Linked DNA regions of Mus musculus: region 1 is linked to region 2. A link is a contact called in public Hi-C data. All regions are on one chromosome and are shown on one strand. The core of a region is the stretch at or near the end of the contact, and the rest is flanking DNA. Distances in the headings are between cores, read along the strand shown.

Region 1 (3,906 bases), core at 362-2,861, 97 kb before region 2:
CTGCAAAAATACACAGACATTTCAGTTTGTAAATGTGCAGTAATTATGGACCAGGCACTTGTACATCACAAACAAGAAAAAGGACAGTCTGAGCACGTAAGCACCTACCTACACTATCTCTCACTGGCAGAAACTAGAACCGGGTTAACGAATCAGGACCTTCCCTGCTCAATCCTGCTTCTCTTCCTGGGTGCCCCTTCCCTCTTCCTTGGTCTCCTCTTCCCAAGGCCGCCAGGCACCCAGGCCTGGTATGGAAGGACATTTAGAGTGTGGTAAGCCCCACATTCCCTGCAAGTATTTTCATGATTTAGATTTCCTTTGCTTGCAGAACATTCCAAAAAACTTCAAAACAATGGACATGAGTGGGGCTCAGAACTGGGGAGGGGCAGTGTCCTGGGGAACTGACATCTAGGTACCCTCAGAAGCCTCCTCTCCTTCCACAGTGGAGACACTAAGGCCCAGAGAAGGGAGGACATCTCTGTCCCAACTTCTGGGAACCCTGCTGGGATGTAGGCAGTGAGGACTTGAGGGCAGATGTGGAAGGGGGTGAGGAGCTGCAATCCAGAGAGTGGGGATTGAAGGAGGGTTGGCTCTGTGCAGTCCATCCTTACAGATAAAAGAATACCTTTTCTTTCTTTCTTCCTTTACCTTAAAATTGTTTTAAATTTCCTTTCTTTTGGGAAACATGCACAGTGCCACACACAGCATGCTTGTGGGCGACAGAGAACTAACGTGTGGTGCAGGAGGCTGTTCTGGCTCTCTCTGCCATCAATCAGCAGCATGCTCCATGCATCTGTCTGCCAGGGACACACACACAGTGGACAGGAGCGCAGATCACTCACTCAGCCATCCCCCACCGTCCAGGACCCACATAGAAACCCAAGTGACCACACCAAGGCCATCCCAGACCCCACCCAGGCTCTCTTCTCCCCAACAGCCCCTGGAACTGACCCTGAAGGGCTAGGGAGACCCAGACAGGCTGCAGACACACTAGGATGTGTTCATCTTTCCAGCCAGCCTGTCTCACCCTGTCGGTAATTAGATCCCAGACTGGTGGGGAGACAGGACAGCCCAGCCCGCCAGTCACCACTGCGGCCCCGCCCATAGCCCGCCACAGTCCGCCCACAGCCCACCAGTCATCACGGCGGCCCCGTGCCCACAGGACTGAGGCACCTGCAGGGTGTGTGTGCGAGGCGTGTGTGTGTGTGTGTGTGTGTGTGTGTGTGTGTGTGTGTGTGTCCAGTCAGGAAAGAGGATACTTTGGGGCCCCAGGCTGGCCTCAAACTCACTGTATAGCCTAGGATGACCTTGAACTCCTAACCCTCCCGCCTTCATTATCCTTGTGCTGGGGTGACAGGCACGCACCAGGCTCAGTATATGTAGTGACACTACCAAAGGCACTCAGGGATTAGTATCCACTGAACTGCAGCCCGAGATTCAGGTCCCTCAGTCCGCGCACAGCCTGCGGGTGCACAGACCCTGATCTCACACATGCATATCAAGCTGGATCATCCCCCGCATGCCATGAAGTCACAGTTGCTTGCACGCACTCAGGGCATGCAGGCAGGCACTCCGGGAGCAGCACACTGGATTTGCCATTTGTAGAGGACGAGGCCACGCCCAGGCTGGCGGCCACGCCCACTGCTCCTGGAGCCGGAAGACCTGTGTGGGCGTCACGGGTTTCCACCCGCGCCGGGATTCCCTGGCCGAGATCACCCGTGACGGTGGCGCCGTCCTGCGTGGGCTACGCTGGAGCCGAGCTCCAATGACATCAGCCTTACGTTTGATTCTGCGCAGGCCGAGCACATGGAAAAAAGAAATAAAATGTGTCCGTGGGCTTTCCTTTGTGTTTTTTGCGTATGCACTTGTAGAAAGTGCTTTTAACTATGCGACCCTCATTTCACGCATGGAGAAACTGAAGCTGGGTCCTGCCTACCTTACCAGCTCATGGTTGGAAATATATTCATCCCTAGCCCGTAAAACTGGGTCCAGCGCCTCCATGGAATAACTAGCCCTGAGTTCTCTCCCCAGCACAGCTTAAACCTGAAGGCATAGTGATACAGGTCGCACTGCAACTGCTCAGGAGGCTGAAGCAGGATTGCTGTGAGCTTGAAGCCACGTAGGCTACATACAAACCCTCCGCTCCAAAACACAACAAACAAACAAACAAACAAACAAACAAACAACACCCCACCCCCACCAAGTACTGAGATTGTAGTTCAGAGCATGCCACCAGGCTTCCTTCTGAGGGCTTGGGAGAGGCAGGAGGGTCAGGAGTTCAAGGTCATCCTCCCTGCATAGTGAGTCAGAGTTTAGTCTGTTTCCAAAAGACCACAGCAAAGCTCTGTGCAGGGCAGCCCCCTCTCCTACGGTCACACTCAGTCTCTAGGGCACAAGTTGGCTCAGAAAAGTTCTTTGGGTAGCATAGCTACACACAGCACAACAGGCACCAAACCTGTAGCCAAGTGCTCCCTGCTCGGCATCCCTGCCCTCTGCTGTGGCCTGAGGCCATGCCCACATGGGAGCCAGCACACCCGGCTGGCCTGCTCGGCTGGGGTGTGCCCACTGGCTCCCGCTGACTCCACAGCAGACAACACTCTAAATATAGCCTGGGAGGCGGTGAGAGCTATTTTTAGCCTGGATGGCTTGGGTCCTCCCAGTTCCCAGGTCAGCAATCTTGAGGCCAGCCAGGACCTGGGGGAAAGGGAGGAGGGTTGCTTCATTTGCTGAGGTCCCTACCCTCTGTGCAGCCTAGATGACAGGTGGACCTGGGGAGGAAGGCTATATAGGACAAGAGGAAGGAGAGGGGGAGGGAGAATCTTAGTGAAGGTGCCTCTCTCAGACCCTCTGCTCTCTCCAGCCTGCCTGGCCTTCTCCTGGGCCAAACTGGCTGCTTTCTATTTGGAGACACATCGTACTTTCCGTGGTTATATTTAGCTGCTTTGGGGATCCCTCCACCCAGCCTGGCTAGCCTGTTCTTCCTCCCCCCCCCTTCTCCTCCCTCTTCTCCCCCTCCTCTTCTTCTTCCTGGCTGGCAGGCCCAGGGCTTGTCTCACCCATCACAGAGTGGGCATTGCCCCTCTAACCCTCTGACCTGCCAAGAGCCTTAGTGTAGGGACATTCCCCTGGTCTCTGATGGGGGAATGGCATGTCTAGGATCTCAGTGAGCAAGGCCTTCCGACCTCCAGGAATCTGTGACACCCCACAACTAACATCTGCCTCCAGGTCAGGGCAGGCTTCTCTGGCTGTAACCTTTCACCTCATTTTGGGGTTGTTAAGAATGCCTAATAACTCCTTTGGCTGGGGGAGGGTACCTTGTCCCCACGGGTGGGCTACAGGGTAAGGGCAAACTGAGGCATAGAAGATTCTTGGGGTAGAGGGAACATGATCTTATTTCTGTTCATACTACATCTAAGTGATGGGCCACCTAGGGACAGTTTCTTTACCTCTCTGGGCTTCCTTTCAGGATATGACCTGGGAATCACAATGGCAAACAGGATTTGTGAACAAATGTGTTAGAGAACTTAGAATGAGATTCACCCAGAGGACTGAGCCAGGATCTTAGGAAGGAGGCAAGTTCAGGCACCCAGTGCTGAAGTACTAGTACTTAGCAACCTAGCACTTAGTACTCTATAAAGTGTCAGTACCCAAGTACCCAAGCCCAGCTAAGGAGCTCCTTCTGGTATCTCTGGTTTTATATCCGATGAGGCCCAGGCCTTCTGTTCTGAAAGCTTGATGGGGGAGAACCCAGATTACAGCCCAGGAAACTGAGGCCATGGACTGGGCTCCCAGGGTCTTATGACTGGTGACACACAGACCAGCACATGCTCCTGGCTTGACATTGGTGGTGACTTACACCTTGTGCCAGGGCTGCCTTGGTCATGCTGTAGCCCAGGGTTGGACTTA
Region 2 (3,355 bases), core at 811-3,310:
CTGGGTGCCTTTCCAGAGGACCTGGATTTGGTTCCCAGCACCCACATGGTGGACCACAACCCACCTGTAGATCCAGCTCCTGGGGACCCAATGCCCCTCCTGGTCTCTGCAGGCACCAGGCACATAAGGGGTACATGTGGGGAACTGAAGGCTGGTCTCCAGTCAAACTGAGGTCTGAACCCCGATGGTTATAATTCACCTAAATGACACGGTAGGTGTTCCCTCATGCTCCTGGAACTCCGGCCCCTGACTAAGGTACCACCTCCCACAGCCCCCTCAAGAGAAGCATGGTCAGTAGTCATGTAAGCAATGGCCCAAGCTTCTGACCTTCAGGCTAAACTCCTCCCCAGTTACCTAGCAACAGGGAAGACCATAAATCTCTCTCTCTCTCCCTCTCCCTCTCCCTTTCTCGCTCTCTCTCTCTCTCTCTCTCCCTCTCTCTCTCTCTCTCTCTCTCCCTTTCTCTCTCTCTCTCCCCTGCATTTCTATAATAAAGCTCTTAAATGAGTCAGGCATGCTCACCCTGGGCCCTGTGGAAAAGCGTCCGGCAGCTCTGCCTGCATCTGCCTGCCCAGAGCACAGGAACCCTAGCAGGACGTTAGACCCCTTTTCCTCCCCCACTTTTCCCCAGGGCCCCCAGGGTCCCCCTTTATTTTGTTCCCAACAGGTGCACAGCCATGAAAAGAAGCAAAACACACATATATGTAAAATGTTAAATTATGGGAGCGATCAAGGAAGACACTGATATGGAAGTTTAGGCTCCTCACGTGTGCACATACACGGTCTGAAGGGATGTGACTATCATCTTAGTACACAGGAGGGTGAGGCGGGACAACGGCTACACATTTGAGACCAGCCTGGACAGTGAGGAAGACCCTACTTCAGAATAAAGTAATACAACAAAATTTAAAAAGAAAATACAGCCGGGCAGTGGTGGCGCACGCCTTTAGTCCCAGCACTTGGGAGGCAGAGGCAGGCAGATTACTGAGTTCGAGGCCAGCCTGGTCTACAAAGTGAGTTCCAGGACAGCCAGGTTTACAAAGAGAAACCCTGACTTGGAAAGAAATATAAATAAAGAAATGAAATAATAAGATAAGATAGTAGCAGCAGAGACACTCTCAGCAGTTGAGAGCACTGGCTGTTTTTGCAGATGACCAAGGTTCCATTCTAGCCTAGAAAGATCTATCTATTCCCCTCTTCTGGCCGCTTTGGGCACTGCACACATGTGCATAAACACAGACACATAAAATAAATTTGAAAAGTAAATTTTGTCGAAAAAAAAAAGAAGGAAAGTAAATTTTAAAAATGAAAATAGGCCGGGCAGTGGTGGCGCACGCCTTTAATCCCAGCACTTGGGAGGCAGAGGCAGGCGGATTTCTGAGTTCGAGGCCAGCCTGGTCTACAAAGTGAGTTCCAGGACAGCCAGGGCTATACAGAGAAACCCTGTCTCAAAAAACAAAAAAAACAAAAACAAAAACAAAAACAAAAAAAAAAATGAAAATAAAATACGAAAGAAAATTAGGATGAAATAAATAAGGTTAAAATTAAGTTAAACTTTAAAATTAAAATATTCTAGAGGAATATTATAAAGGACATAATTACTATAATTTTTTAAAAAATTAACAACAAAAATAACTCCCTTAAAGTCCTTCCCTCCACTGCTGTGAACACAAGGCAAAGTGCATACAACAGGCGCCCAATTGATGCTAGAAGACAGGGTCAGGTAGGGATACCTCGGGTGCTCTCAAAATCGGGCCAGTCGGGGCAGGGCTGGCGGGCGACAAGCTCAGTCTTTCCTTAATCACTTATTGTGCGCCTACTGTGTGCTCCACTCAGCCTCACACTGAAGCAAAGACTCTGTGAACAGGCAGGCACGGTCGGCCAGGGCCCTCGGCTCCGCCCTGCCCCAAGCCCGCCACGCCCAGGCCACGCCCTGACCCCTCTTGTACCTCTGACAGCTCCTCAGGCCTCCAGCCAGTGCCACCTGCCGCCAACTGCCCCGCGGTCCGGACCCCGCCGCAGCGGACCAGCCGAGACCCCCGGGGCTGCGAGCTGCTACCTACGCCCCGCCCACATCAGCGTCTATTGGACACTGTCAGTGCCACTCGACAGAACTCATAGTCCATTGGTCGATGCTGCTGCCAATCCTTCTGCAACGCCTACTGGCTCCGGAAAGCAGTTTTCTCCTTTCTAAACATGAGTGCAGCTACCAAATGATTCCGATAGAAAACACTACTTGGCAACATAGTTCCGGAAGTAGGGCCTCCATCCCGGAGCTGTCCAGGGTCGCGTGGTACTGAATGAGTGTGGCTGGAGGCTTGGCAGGAAGCGATTTCCTACAGCGAATGGAACATTCTTGAAGTCTTTCCTCGCGGCTTAAGAAGATACAGGCGTCCACCAAATATCTATTGATAGCCAGAATAAATTCAAGCTCAAGAGGTCTACTGTGCCCCTCAATCACTACAGTTACTAACAATGTAATCATTCTACCCATACCTGCAGCCTAGGAAATGTCTCCTGAAGTGACATGGCACCTGAGTAGAGCCTACAGATACTACACAGTATGCCTTATTTTTACATTCATTTGTTTGAGCTACGGTCTTGCTGAGCAGCCCAGGCTGGGTGGCATGCAGAAAGCTCAGAATCCTCCTGCATCAGCTTCCCGAGCGCTTGGATTGTAGGTGTGAGTCACCATACCTGGCCTCCTGCTATATCTAGAGCACCTCACACAATATGTATGCTGTGTAAACCGTGCTTTTACTGTGCTAGACAACAAAGATGACAAAGACGCTTCATTCACTGCAGATCAAAGCTTTACAGAACACTATAGTTTTACACATGGTGATGTATGTCTGTCATCCCAGCACACTCTGGAGGCTGAGGCAGAAGATCCATGTACTCTGTCTTCCAAGACTGGCCTACAGAATGAGACACTGTATCAAAAGAGCCATGCACAGCACACTAACACATGAGCCTACCCTGATGTATGTGACATGAGCTTCTCGTATTTTCACTTATTTATTTGGTTTTTGAGACAGGGTTTCTGGCTGACCTAGAAGTCACTCTGTAGACCAGGCTAGCCTCAAACTCAGAGATATGCCTGCCTCTGCCTCCCAGAGTGCTCAGAATAAAAAATATGCGCCACCATTGTCCATCTAAATAAGTAAATAACTTATTTTTTTAAAGATTTATTTGGTTTGATTTTATGTGTATGAATGCTTTGCCTGCATGTCTAAGTGCCATGTGTGTCTCTGGTGCCCAAAGAGGTCAGAGGAAAGTGTTGCATGACCTTGGGTCAGAGTCACAGGTGGTCCTGAGCTACAATGTGTGAAACAAACCTGCATTCTCTGTGAGA

What was found. A called contact is a pair of places that touch in the nucleus more often than the background predicts.
Region 1: a contact with region 2 is called in a Hi-C map of cortical neurons, with 1.6 times the contacts expected there. The contact joins the enhancer-like site here to the promoter of Slc39a3 in region 2. A contact is called at or near these places in 3 of 39 promoter capture datasets (the HPC-7 cell line, embryonic stem cells and liver), 5 of 484 Hi-C or Micro-C datasets (the HPC-7 cell line, the N1E-115 cell line, cortical neurons and 2 more), 2 of 115 datasets of contacts at active chromatin or transcription factors (effector CD8 T cells and embryonic forebrain) and 3 of 9 other capture datasets (adipose tissue, liver and pancreatic islet).

What each region holds. Positions count from the first base shown.
Region 1 is chr10:80,938,235-80,942,140 of GRCm38.p6, forward strand. No RefSeq gene overlaps it. Among named protein-coding and RNA genes, the nearest start is that of Gadd45b, 10 kb to the left of the region's middle. Within about 2 kb of position 1,612, at least 286 of the 459 cell types and tissues checked have an H3K27ac peak or open chromatin away from gene starts, as enhancers often do. A contact at or near this core is called in the HPC-7 cell line, the N1E-115 cell line, adipose tissue and 6 more, where this site is marked.
Region 2 is chr10:81,035,255-81,038,609 of GRCm38.p6, forward strand. Slc39a3 (solute carrier family 39 (zinc transporter), member 3) reads right to left here and starts at 2,061. Exons shown (of 4, transcript NM_001358898.2): 1 at 1,950-2,061.